Regions from separate parts of the Sus scrofa genome. Here all the other regions are linked to region 2. The links are chromatin contacts, called in public HiChIP or PLAC-seq and promoter capture Hi-C maps. All regions are on one chromosome and are shown on one strand. Each heading gives the region's core, a stretch centred on a gene start, on an enhancer-like site or on the middle of the called end of the contact. The rest is flanking DNA. Distances are from core to core; before and after follow the strand shown.

The links. Promoter capture Hi-C pulls out the DNA fragments that hold promoters and counts their contacts. HiChIP or PLAC-seq counts read pairs in DNA pulled down with a chosen protein or histone mark.
Region 1: a contact with region 2 is called in a promoter capture Hi-C map of fetal liver, with 2.4 times the contacts expected there. The contact joins the promoter of AMT here to the promoter of APEH in region 2. A contact is called at or near these places in 1 of 5 promoter capture datasets (fetal liver) and 1 of 2 datasets of contacts at active chromatin or transcription factors (skeletal muscle).
Region 3: an H3K27ac HiChIP or PLAC-seq map of skeletal muscle shows a contact between it and region 2. The contact joins the promoter of DAG1 here to the promoter of APEH in region 2. A contact is called at or near these places in 2 of 5 promoter capture datasets (liver and skeletal muscle), 4 of 47 Hi-C or Micro-C datasets (embryonic fibroblasts, epiblast stem cells, liver and 1 more) and 2 of 2 datasets of contacts at active chromatin or transcription factors (alveolar macrophages and skeletal muscle).

Annotation. Positions count from the first base shown.
Region 1 is chr13:32,000,997-32,005,684 of Sscrofa11.1, forward strand. It overlaps AMT (aminomethyltransferase), which reads right to left and starts at 1,444. Exons shown (of 9, transcript NM_001244426.1): 1 at 1,056-1,444; 2 at 787-954; 3 at 179-259. The coding sequence starts at 1,145. NICN1 (nicolin-1) reads right to left here. Exons shown (of 6, transcript XM_021068737.1): 2 at 4,638-4,688; 3 at 4,260-4,373; 4 at 3,743-3,814; 5 at 3,326-3,430; 6 at 1,662-3,250. The coding sequence ends at 3,209.
Region 2 is chr13:32,204,617-32,208,841 of Sscrofa11.1, forward strand. APEH (acylaminoacyl-peptide hydrolase) reads left to right here and starts at 1,251. Exons shown (of 22, transcript NM_213923.1): 1 at 1,251-1,271; 2 at 1,347-1,479; 3 at 1,965-2,091; 4 at 2,459-2,552; 5 at 2,652-2,727; 6 at 2,817-2,980; 7 at 3,147-3,284; 8 at 3,379-3,470; 9 at 3,553-3,593; 10 at 3,677-3,798. The coding sequence starts at 1,260.
Region 3 is chr13:32,025,319-32,029,515 of Sscrofa11.1, forward strand. It overlaps DAG1 (dystroglycan), which reads left to right and starts at 2,701. Exons shown (of 3, transcript XM_021068744.1): 1 at 2,701-3,747.

The DNA.
Region 1 (4,688 bases), core at 194-2,693, 200 kb before region 2:
GGATATGACCCTCCCTGCAGAAGTCCAGGTGTCTAGACATGACTTGGAGACTCTGTCCTGCAAGCAAGCCCTGAGATGTGAGACATCTCTGGCCCCCAAACTCAAAGCAGAGACTCAGACCAGTTTGCAGGTTCTTGACTAAGAACATTCATGGAACAGAAATAAAAGAGAGGCCCACCTGATTTGGCTTTAACTCGGCAATATCTCCAACTACTAGACTCTCCATCATCTTCACCCGGTCACTGCCAAATATCTTGGTCTGGGAAAGAGATCAAAAAGCCTCAGTCCATGCAGCAGCTACAATCTGGAAGGCCATGGGGCAAAGAGGCATCCTCTTCCCACCAGTCGTGCCCAGCCAACATGCCTAATTATTCTTTTGATTTTGCAGTTGGCGGAATCCCAACTTTGACTCCCCGATACCCACCAATACAGAAAAGATACACTCAAGAGAAGTTAGGAAACTTGAAGGGCCCAGCACCTTCCTGAAATACCAAACCAATACCCAGAAAGGTAGATGAGGATGAGTGGCAGCCTCCGGAAACCCAGGCCACTGAGCCACACCACGCACTAAGTAAGAGAGGTGAGGCAGGAGATGATCAAGAGAGACTCTGAGTTAGTTGACTGGGAGCCATAATCCATTACACCCGAGACCGCCAACTGTTCTGGGAGGACTGCCCTCAGAATCCAGCACCCAGCAAAGAAAGCCAAGGGTTGCACCACTGTGGACGGAGAGGAAGCCCTGGCCCAGCCAGAATGAGCCCTAGCCAACACATCCCCCTGTCTCACCTGCAGCATGTGGGACACGTCAAAGAGCGAGCAGTGCTGGCGTGTATGCAGGTGTGAATCAACGTGGCTGTCCCGGTACTGCACAGGCAGACTCCAGCCTGCGAATGCCACCATCTTCCCGCCATGGGCAAGGTGGAAGTCATAGAGTGGTGTCCTGCGGAGCACATCCTGCGGGCGGCTGGGCTCAGCGCCGCCACAGCCTCAGACCCCAGCCCTCACCCTCTCCCACCCTCCAAGATTGGCACCAACCCTAGCACCCTCTAACCCACCTGTGCACAACTGAGTGGACGGCCCAGGGACAAGGGGAGTGCCTGCAGACGCAAGCCCATACGGGACACCATGCTCACAGTCCGCTGCATTGTTGCCTGCAACTGGTGCAGCCGGCGCACAGAGGCCACCACTCTGACAGGCACTCTGGGAGATGTAGTCCTGGCCCTGCTTTGACAGGTCTCTCCCCCACTGGGGGATCAGAAGAGGGAGTGGGCAGCCCCAAGGGCAGGCGGGGCTTTAGAGCAAACAGTGCATTGACTCCCAGCTTCAGGGAAATAGCCCCAGGCACTTCCCTCTGTTCAGGGCTGAAAGAGCAGTCAGAGCCAGTTAAGCCAGCCAGTTAAGCTGCTCAGTAATAGAGCTAGGGACTAGAACTCCCCGGGCTGAATGCCCTGCCTCCAAAGGGCCAAAGTTCTGTAAAGGGCTGAAAGGCCTGAATCACCAGTTTGAGACAATGGAGTTTAAGGTCATGGGGGGATGGGGAAGGGTGACAGAGGGCATAGGAGGGTGGAGCTAGCCTGGCAGTTAGAGTGCCACAGTAACCTGGCCTCATGTGAGGGTCTCCAGCTCTCCTGTTAGGTGTACACAGGCAACCAACACAATGATGCTTTCCACAAGTATTTATTGATTTTGCAGCACACTAGGAGGCTCTGTGCTGGGGACACAGCTGTGCAGGAAGCAGGGTCCCTGCCATCCCAGGAACCTCCCCCCACTCTGAGGGCTCTACCCCCTGAGCACAAGACTGTAATCATTACCCTCTTAGTAAAAGCCGAATGGGGCCAAGGAAATGACCCTGCAAGCAGATATCACCTGCAAGAATTCTAATGGGTAAGAGCTGAAGGAACTTCCCCCAGAAAGCTGCTGAGCTGCACAAACATCCAGATCAATTTCCCAGGTCAAACATATGTTGCCATACTGCCAATCCACCCCCACCCCCCACCCCCACCCCCAGAGGCAAAGCCAGGAAAAACCAGAAAGACAGAATTTTCCTATAAGGAGGAGTAGCCTATCTTATTCAGTTGCTGGCCTGGGGCTGTAGAAAACCTCAGCCTCCTAAAAGACACCAAAGAGAAACTTCACCTGGACCTAGCGCCCACACAGAGGCTGATATCACACTGCGCATGGCTGTTTTAGAAGGGGGAAACTGGGAGAGACACAAGGATGTGTTATGGGCTGTGTCAGATGGCCGGCAAGTCCCAGGACTCATTTTCGGGCCCTGGCCTTGCCAGAGGCACCCACCCAAATGCAATGGATGAGCTGACCAATTTAAACACACATACCAAGCCAATTCAGGAAACAGGGGACTCAGGCTGCCCAACTTCCCAGCTTTGTGTGGCCCCCTGGGCAAGCAATGGAAGAGTTTAGACAGGAATTTTCTTTTTGTGGGCACAGCACAAAGGGAAAGAAGACCATTAGGGGAGTCCCGTTGTGGCACAGTGGAAATGAATCCAACTAATACCCATGAGAACGTGGGTTTGATTCCTGGCCCCACTCAGTGGGTCGGGGATCCAGTGTTGCCATGAGCTGCAGTGTAGGTCGCAGCCATGGCTCAGATCCCCCGTTGCTGTGGCTGTGGTATAGGCCGGCAACTATAGCTACGATTAGACCCCTAGCCTAGGAACCTCCATATACCTCGGGTGCAGCCCTTAAAAAAAAAAAAAAAAAAAAAAAAACAGAAGACCATTAGGGGTTGCAGAAGGCAGAAATAGGGCTCTTGTTCCTCAAACTCCCAAATGCAAGGGCCAGGCTACAGCAGTCTTCCAAGGCTAGACAAAGCATGTTCTAGTAGATTATTCCGGCCCACTACAGTCAGGACCGGGGAACAGGCAGAAGACAGGAATCATGTTGGACAGGAATGTCCCAGGAGGGATAGAGGGTACAGGGAGATTCTGAGCAATAGAACTAGAGTGTGTTTAGGGAGGGAAAAGAAGGAATTTCAGGTTGCAGTCAGGTGAGGACAAAGTGCACCACCTCCAGGAGCTCATGCTGAAGCAACAGTGAGCTCCAAAATCTTGAATCTCTGAATGTGGCCCAGACAGAATAGGCATGCAGGCAACACTTGGAACGCACATGGAAAATGCTTTGGCCCTTGATGGCCCAAACTGGGCCTGCGTGGGCACAAAAGGTTAACGTCTTGACTGGGAGCCACAACTCAAGTATAGGAGAGCAAGTTCAGGTCATAACAGCCGTCGACCTGCAAAAAAAAAAGACCATCAGATCTGACCCACTCAGGCCAACAGGAGCCAAGCAGAGGGAAGCAATCACTCACATCAAAACGGCCGATCCTTGTGGAGGTGTGACTGGCCCGGATCATCTCTGTCAGCGCCCACATCTGCTGTGCCTCGGAGGATACCCTGCTGGGGTCTGGGAGACCCTGCTCCAGAAGGAGGGGTCAGTGGCCATGGGTCTCTCCCCAGAAGTGCCCTTAGAACTCCAGAGAGGCCAAGTTGGGCCATGGAGCCCACCAGGTGAACCAGTAACAATCCCAGATAACGTGAAACAGGAGTAAGGAGCCTGATGTGGAGTAAGCAGCCCCGTCCCCCACAGAGCTGCCTCGGATCTCAGGAGGAAGGTGGTACAGAGTGAACCAAGGGCCCTGGATCCAGTCCCAGAAAAGGGTTCCCTTGGACCTGTGCTGGACACCAGAGCTACTCACACATGGTTCTTACCCAGGGTGAGGGCTTACCTCAAGAAGGGGAGCAGGCTGCTCACAAGGCATTGGGTGGGAGAGCCACTTGGGGAAGGTCATGGAAGGGCTCTGCAAAGCAAAGGCATACTGCCCTGAGGGAGGCAGAGTAGGAGAGCCCTGGAACCAGATCCCAAGGTCCTGAGAGCAGAGAGAAGGGCCCCTGACAGCCTCAGACACTGGGAAAAACCTATTCCAGCCCCAGGGGCAGACAGACTACCTAAGCTCTTCTATATGCCATGAAGATAAGGAACAGAAGTATCCCCTGGCACTTGAAGGTTCCAGCTCTGAAAGAGACAGGTAGCCCCAAATGTCAGGGGATATGAGGACATGGCCTCACCTCCCTCAACATGAGCTTCCAGCATTCCTACCTGGGTAAGTTGCATGAAAGCCTCCTTCTGAGTCTTACCATCCTTACCTGTCCACTCCCACTCCCACTGCACCCCAAGGCCTCTCAGCCAGAGTTAGGAGCCTCCTGAAGAAAGGGCCAGCCAACAGCTCTGAGCTAGTCATTTACCTTTGGTCCCTGCTGGTAGATCTGCAGCTCCTCTACCGTGAAAGATGACCACAGCGGCGATGGCTGTCGCAGAATCAAACGCAGCTCCAGTACTCTGGCCATGTCACATAGCATCTGACAAACATACATACACACACACACACAAGGACCCAACGAGGCCCCAGCTCATTGCTGAGGAGCCAACCAGCAATGAGCCAAGGTGTTTCCTCCCCAAGCCTTTGAGAAGAAAACAGTAGTTCCTCCAAGGCACTTGCCAAAAAAACTACAACCAAGGCCAGCTCTGCCTGCCCCTCTTCCCTTTTGATATCCTGGCCCAATCCCCAGGCCCCTTGTAAGCTCTCATCTGGGCTTCCCTGGCCATGCTGAGTCCCAGCTGACCTGGTGCTTGAACAGCGATACATACTCCTGGGCTCCCTCCTCACTGTGTGG
Region 2 (4,225 bases), core at 1-2,500:
AAACTGTTTTTACTTAACTAGCCCGACGTGGTTGATGGGGAAGGGGAAGCTGCAGGCCAATCTCAGTCAAAAGCAAAGCAGGGCGCAGGGAGCCAGGCCCCTGAGGTGTGGAAGACCATCCAGGTGCAAGGTATATGGAAGAGGGGACATCGCTGCTGGCCTGACAGCTGGCCAGCCTCTCCTGCCCTCTTGAGCCATCATAAGCCCAGCCCAGTACTGCTGTCCTGAGGGAACCTGCCTGTCCAGGTTTTTCTTTCCACAGGAAGTGCTCTGGTTCTGGGTGGAGCCTGACCCCACCAGGCCCTTTGCACTCAAGAGCTTGGCCTGAGGCCTGGGAAGGCAGACAGAGGCCCACCAGTTCATGATCCCCAGCAAAGTGCCACTGAGCGGGTGGGTGAGGGCTGCAGGAGCAGATAGCTTAAGAGGTAGGCGCGGTGGCTGATAAAACCAGGCAACACCCTGCGAATTTGGCACCCGCCTTTCGTTGCCCAACACCCTAGAACTCTGCGAGCTATGTCAGGAGCGCACCTCTGTCCTTTCTCATTGGCCTGGGAGCCCCTCCAGAGCAGGGCCTGGCACCTCCTGGTGAATGTCTGCCTTCTAATGGACCAGGAGGACCCAACAGTCAGTTCCTGGCTGCGGGAGATCCCTGCTGGAGATAGCTTCGATCTGGCTTCAGCTCAGGCCCCATTCCTCACCTCTCCTTTTCTGGACTTCACCCGGGCTAGGCTCAGCCCCGCCCGGCCGCACCGCCTCTCTGCAGAGCCTTCGGTCCTCCGCCGCCCTCTCAGTCCCCGCCCCCCGAATGCTTAGGGCTCACCCCCGTCAGGCCTCACCCCCCACCTCCCTTGGGCCCTGTCTTTCCTCACAGACCTCGCCCCTCCCCAAAGATATGCGCCTTTATTCCGTTTCCACAGCACCATCCCCTCTCCTCACCAAGTAACTGGCCGGGGCTTGGCCCACACAGCCCGCCTCTCACCAGCCTGGCCTGCCGGGAAAGGACCGCTCCTTTCCCCAAGGTTCCCGCCCCTCCCATCCAGGACTCCTGCAGCCGCGGTTCCCACTTCTGCCCCACAGGCCCCACCTCCTTACCATCTAGGCCCCGCCCCTCGGGTAACGGTTCCGGCCCATTCGTAGAAGGTTCCGCCCCTCTCAAGGCAAGGTCCGGGTGGCAGGGCTGGGCCGCTGCGGGCTCCGCCCCCTGAGCTCACTTCCGGGCGCCAGCACTGACTGCCTAGCCCCGGCGCCCCAGAGCAACCATGGAGCGGCAGGTGAGGGATCGGCCCGCGGTTCCTGTGGTCTTTGCAACCCGGGCTGTGCCTGACCCTGCTGTGTCCCCTGCGCAGGTGCTGCTGAGCGAGCCCGAAGAGGCGGCGGCGCTGTACCGGGGCCTTAGCCGCCAGCCCGCGCTGAGCGCCGCCTGCCTGGGCCCAGAGGTCACCACGCAGTACGGGGGTCGCTACCGGACTGTGCACACTGGTGTGTGTATGGCGGGGAATCGGTGGCGGGCCTATTCCGGGGCCGTGCACTCGGGTGGAGAGGAGGGGGATGTGCAGGGCTCGCTGCCTGACAGTGCTCACGAGTTTGTGGAAGACCGGGCTTGGAGGGTGTGGGTGTGGAAGGGTGCATCCCCCAGCCGTGCACACAGGTGTATAGGGGGTGTTCTGGAATGTTGCCCATGAGTGCAGAGTGTGGGTCTTGTAGGGGTCACCCACCCCCATCATCCCATACTGTACCCCCCCTCAAGGTCCTAGGGCGGATGCCAGGAGCGGTAGTGGTTTCTCTCCAAGATGTCAGCTCAGGCTCCGGTGACCTAAACTTGAGTTGTAGCCAAGTGTTGCCCATCCTGCCCCCAGAATATCTGGAGTCAGATTGGGGAGGTGGGCTGGACCTTCCTCTGGGCGGGGTAGGGGAGCCTGTGCTGGGACTGGCCAAATTGAGCAGTCTCATGCCTCTCCTCGCAGAGTGGACCCAGAGGGACCTGGAACGCATGGAGAACATCCGATTCTGCCGCCAGTACCTGGTGTTCCATGATGGGGACTCAGTGGTGTTTGCAGGGCCTGCAGGCAACAGTGTGGAGACCCGGGGGGAGTAAGTTTGAGGAAGGAAGCTTGTGGGCAAGGCCACAGCCATCTGCAAGCCTTTTATGAATACCCACCGTGTGCCTTGGTGTGGGGAGGGCCCAGAAAGGAAGCCAGGAGCTTGTTTTTTGCCACTAGGAGCTCTAGAGACATGGTCATAAGCACTGGAGACTTGCTTCTGACGGGCCAGGACCGGAGCCCCTGCTCCAGGGAGGGGAGGCAAGGCATCTGCCATGGTAGGACTAGAAGGGCTGCAGGGACGCATGTGGGCCACAGCCTCAAGAATCTTGTCTAAGAGGTTACAGCCAGTAAGGGGATAGGATGGGCTATCACTGGGTGGGAGGTAGTCCTGATGCGTTATCCTGTGTCCTCCTCAGGCTGCTGAGCAGAGAGTCTCCTTCAGGCACCATGAAAGCCGTGCTGCGCAAGGCTGGAGGCACGGGCACTGCGGAGGAGAAGCAGTTTTTGGAGGTAAGTCTGTGTGGGACCGGGTGGTAGGCAGCTGGGGGCTCAGATCCACAGATAAAGCTCTGCTGGAGGACAGACAACCTGACTCCCAGCTGTCCTCAGGTCTGGGAGAAGAACCGGAAGCTCAAGAGCTTCAACCTGTCAGCGCTGGAGAAACATGGGCCGGTTTATGAGGACGGTGAGGCAGCTGGCTGGTGAGCAGGCAGGGTAGACAGGAGGGGCAGCCATAGCCCAGGGCTCCCCCTGATCTGCCTTTCTTGCACCCAGACTGCTTTGGCTGCTTGTCCTGGTCGCACTCGGAGACACACTTATTATATGTGGCAGAGAAGAAGCGCCCCAAGGCTGAGTCGTTCTTTCAGACCAAAGCCCTGGACGTCACTGGCAGCGATGATGAGATGGCCAGGACAAAGAAGCCAGACCAGGCCATTAAGGTGCTCATGGTCATGGCCAGTCCATGAAGGTTCTTCAGGGCAGCCCTGGGGCCCAGTATGTTCTCCACCTACACTGTGCCTATCAGAACTGGGGAGGCACTGTCTCGTAGGGGACAGGGCAGGCTCGTGCGAGACAGGCTAGGCCCTGAGTGTCTTGTGTTCTCAGGGGGATCAGTTTTTGTTTTACGAAGATTGGGGAGAAAACATGGTTTCCAAAAGTACTCCTGTGCTCTGCGTGCTGGATATTGAGAGCGGCAACATCTCTGTGCTTGAGGGGGTTCCTGAGAGTGTGTCCCCTGGACAGGTCAGTGGCGACTCAGCCTACGTCATTCCTGGAGTCTGAGGGTCCTGCCTGAGTTACTCCCCTGGTTTACCCCTGCCCCCGGTCTTGTTTACAGGCATTCTGGGCCCCTGGAGACACAGGTGTGGTGTTCGTGGGCTGGTGGCATGAGCCCTTCCGGCTGGGCATTCGCTTCTGTACCAATCGAAGGTGAGGACAATGGAAGGGGCAGGGCAGGGGGCTTTGCAGCTCAGACTGTCCATGAAGCTGAGTGTCTCTCTGGTGGTTCCAGGTCAGCCCTGTACTATGTAGACCTCACTGGGGGGAAGTGTGGTAAGTGGCACCTACCTCTGCTTTCCTCTGAGACACACTGGCCTTGGCAGCCTGCATGGTACTCACGTTTCTGTCTGGTCCAGAGCTCCTCTCAGATGAGTCTGTGGCTGTCACATCTCCCCGGCTAAGTCCAGATCAATGTCGCATCGTCTACCTGCGGTTCCCATCTCTGGTCCCCCATCAACAGTGTGGCCAGTTGTGCCTGGTGAGCTGGGGGAGGGATGGGGGTGGAGGGAGGTCAACAAGAGGAGGGGATGGTAGATGAGAGCTGAAGGCACAGCTTCGTTTCCCCTTGGGCCCCTCAGTGCACCTCCTGTCCCAGGTGCAGTGATGGTGTGGGCCTGGAGGCTTAGAGTGCTGGCCTGGGGGGTGCTCTGCACAATCAAAAGTCACCACCTTGAGAGCATTCTCTGTCTACAGGAACACTCCTCCCTTTGCGTCTCATCTGCAAGGGACTGGGAATCATGGGCAGTTATAGCATCTCAGTCCTTGCCCGAGAAGGGCTTTGGGCCCCCACTGAAAGTTAGAGGCACCCCCAGACATCTAGTCCAGGTTACCAGAAAGGAGATACATTAGCCTTCTCTCAGGTCTTCCCCTCCCTTCCGTGAGGCTACCCAGGGCTATCAGAGAAG
Region 3 (4,197 bases), core at 1,451-3,950, 180 kb before region 2:
GGATAACTGTCAACCAAGAAGTGAGGTAGGCAGCACTCCCTGATGCCTTCCTTCCAAACAGAAATTGTGCCTCTATTATGTGCATGCTATTAGGTGATTGTTGCAATATGGGATTAAGCAGGTGCACATATCTAGCCTCAAGGGCTCATACTCTAGTTGGGAAGACAAACCTTAATCTGAGAATCTTCCTGAAGCCTCTAGCTGGGGGTCTAAGTGGAGGGTGGAGGAAGCACCAGAGGCTAAATGGCCAGAAGAGTTGAGGGCTGAGCATCCTACCCGAATAGCCTCATTCTTGGCCTCTTGATCAGTGCCCACCTGGGCCCATACCACATGGGCCCTTGGGGCAGCTGTTCTTGGATGTGCCCTGGGCCTCACTCTTAGCTGCAAGCACCAAGCCTGAACTAGGGTGGCCTAGGCCCTGTGGGGTTGCAAAATAGCTCCCAAGGGCGAGTAGCTGTGGACCTAGTGCTAAGCCCTAGGGTGGGGTGTGCAGTTTTCTACAAAGGGAAAGTCTTCAACTCTCAGGACTATAGGGAGTAACAGTACCTTGCATTCACAGCCCCATCCAGCCTTGGCGTACATGGAGATGGCCACCTCCCTCTTTACTCTGCTATGCATTCCATGGGAACGGTTGGGCTCCAGTAGTGGCTTGTTAGGCCCCAAAAGGCTGGTCCAACTCTGGCCATTCAGGCCTCTTGCCTTCTAGGGCCTGAAGGAACAGAGGGTTGTGGAAACCCCAATTCTAGACAAAAAAGGAAGCCACCAATGAGGCCCAGAACTCACAGTTGTTCTGGCCTGGGAGGGAAGTGCCAAGGCTGGAAGGTTGCAGGAGCAGGTGAGCATTGGGGCCAGCCTGAGGCTCAGACCATAGCATCTCCAATTGAGTCCCAAACCTAGAGAGGCAGAGACTGGAAGGATTTTGCTGTGAGAGCTTCAGGCAAACTCTGGTTTTTGCTCCCCTCCTCCTAGGACTAAGAAGATCCTACCCCACCTTTTGGCACTAAGTAGTTGAGGTAAAGACCTTCCCTTAGCTAGAGCTCTAGGGAAGCTTGGGCATGTGGTGCTGGGTCCCTGGAGGCCAGATTGAGGCATGGTGTCTCATCTAGCAAGACCAATGCCAAAAATGAAGGGGAGTCACTCTAGCATCCATGGATGGTCAATGAGGACTAAAGAGCAGTAGCTTCTGTGTAGATGGTAAGAAGGATGAGGTCTGTGCTCACTGCTGTCTTTTGTTTTGGAAGAACATTTACATATAATTGTACAGTCAGACACTAAAATCCCCAGCAGAATTTAGGGCTGCAAAGCAGTGTCTGGTGTATGTTTGGGGGAGGGGAGGACACGCTGTAAGTTGAAGGAGTGAATGAAAGAATGTATTTTGTTTAGAAACTCATAATTTTCTGCATTTTTAGCCTTTTCAAAGAAGCTAAATTTCAGAGCTGGATTTTTTTTTTTTTTTTTTTTTTGTCTTTTGTCTTTTTGTTGTTGTTGTTGTTGTTGCTATTTCTTGGGCTGCTCCCTCGGCATATGGAGATTCCCAGGCTAGGGGTTGAATCGGAGCTGTAGCCACCGGCCTACGCCAGAGCCACAGCAACGCGGGATCCGAGCCGCGTCTGCAACCTACACCACAGCTCACGGCAACGCCGGATCGTTAACCCACTGAGCAAGGGCAGGGACCGAACCCGCAACCTCATGGTTCCTAGTCGGATTCGTTAACCACTGCACCACGACGGGAACTCCCAGAGCTGGATTTTTTAAAGTTTTAATATCTAAAGAATGATTTGGGGATTTTCCTTAGTCTTTTTTTTTTTTTTTTTTGTCTTTTTGCCATTTCTTGGGCCGCTCCCACGACATATGGAGGTTCCCAGGCTAGGGGTCGAATTGGAGCTGTAGCCGCCAGCCTACGCCAGAGCCACAGCAACGCGGGATCCGAGCCGTGTCTTCGACCTACACCACAGCTCATGGCAACACTGGATCGTTAGCCCACTGAGCAAGGCCAGGGATCGAACCCGCAACCTCATGGTTCCTAGTCGGATTCGTTAACCACTGCGCCACGACGGGAACTCCCCTTTTTTTTTTTTTTTTTTTTTTTGTGGATTTTCCTTAGTCTTTACTTCTTTTTCTGGTCTGTATGAAGTTTGGAGCCCATGAATTTAAGTTTAAAGAATCAAAGGGAAGGAGTTCCTATCATGGTGCAGTGGAAATGAATCTGACTAGTATCCATGAAGATGCAGGTTCGATCCCTGGTCTTGCTCAGTGGGTTGGGGATCCAGTGTTGCCATGAGCCATGGTATAGGCCACAGATGAGGCTTGGATCCCACATTGCTGTGGGTATGGTGTAGGCCAGTAGCTGCAGCTCTGATTCCACCCCTAGCTTGGGAACTTCCATATGCTAGGGTGAGGCCTAAAAAAAAATATCACAGGGAGTTCCCATTGTGGCTCAAGGGTTATGAACCTGACTAGAATCTATGAGGATGCAGGTTTGATCCCTGGCCTCATTCAGTGGGTTAAGGATCTGGTGTTGCCACAAGCTGCTGTGGAGGTTGCAGATGAGACTGGATCAGGTGTTGCTGTGGCTGTGGGGTAGTCTGGCAGCTGCAGCTCTGATTCAAACCCTTCCATATGCTGCAGTTGTGGCCCTAATAAGAAAAGTAAAAGAATCGCAAACAGGTATGTGCATTTGGGAGATGGGTCATTCTTTTTTTTTTTTTTTTGCTTTTTAGGGCCGCACTGGTGGCATATGGAAGTTCCTAGGCTAGGGGTCAAATCAGAGCTACAGCTGTCAGTCTACGCCACAGCCACAGCAATACCGGATCTGAGCCTTGTCCGTGACTATAACATGGCTCACAGTAAAGCAGGATAGCACACTCACTGATAGAACCTGCATCCTCACGGATACTAGTTGGATTCACTAGTTGGATTCGTTTCTGCTGAGCCTAAAGGGGAACTTCCGGGGCATTCATTTTTTCTCTCTCTGGAGTCTGCTTCTCCCAGTCTTTCCTAAGGAGAGGAAGAAAGCAGGGGAAACCCAGTTCCACCAGGATCCCATGAGCAACCTCTGGCAGGCAGTAGCCAATTCTGTGTTCAGAATGTAATAGCTGACAAGAGTGCGGGCCTGGAATTCCAGCCTGGCCACAGGCCCAGGAAGGGATGGACACATTCTGCACAGGGAACAGAGTCCACCACAGGTCCCATACCCCGACCCGTTGAGTAATTGTTCAGGTCTAGTAACTGAAGCATCTGAGGCCTTTGAGGTGTGGGGGGGTGGCTAGGTAAGCCCTAGGGACAGTGAGAGCGTCTGTAGGAGCCTCCCCTTTAAGGGAGACAGACCTCAGCAGTAACTACCCGCCTTTCTTCCCCCCACCCCCTGAAAGAATGCGGGCCTTGAGTGAGTGACCAGAGCCAGCGGGTCAGAGCTATTTCTGGCGCCTGAGGAGCATCGGATTCCGGGTGTTGAGGGCAGGAGGAGGGGACGAGGGTCAGGCCCGAGCCACTTCCTGGACGCCCCCGCCTGCTGGGGGCACCCGGAGAGGGGCGCGGCTCCCTGCCCTTCCGGTCCTCGCCTCAGTTTCCTCATTAGTATAGGAGGCGGGCAACCGGGCCATCATCGTTTGCAATTTAGAGGACGCTTCCTGAGTGTTTTCTTGGCTTAGAAGTACCTGATCTGCGTTAGAGAGAAATCAGCAGGGCCAAAGGCAGTCTATGGATGGCTAGTTGCGGCAGGGCCAGTCATTAAGCCTGACCACCCGGGTAGGTTGGATGATTCTCAGCGGCTCAAATGCCTGAGGTTGGGCGCGGCGCCCCTCCCCCGCTCCCAGGTCTGAGAGCTCCCCGAGACGCGGACAGCTTGGGGCGTGTTCTAGGGGCGGACTTGGCTCGCCGCGGGGCGGGATTTCCAGGATGGGGCGTGTCTTTTCGGGTGGGGGCGTGGCGGGCCAATAGGCAGAGCGACGCTGGCGCGGGCGGGGGCGGAGCCTTTGCGCGGGTGCGGCGCTCTGCGGGGCGGCCGACGCAGGCAGAAGCGGGCGTCGCGGGGACTGTCGGTCGGCGCCGCACGGAGCTGGCCGCGGGATTGGCTGCAGCACTCGCGTGTCAGGGGGTTGCTAGGCTCCGGCCGCGCGCCCCGCCCTCGCGCTCGGCGCCCTCTCACCGCTCGGTACGTGCTCGCGCTGAGGCTGCGGTGCGGCGCTCGCGCTCCTT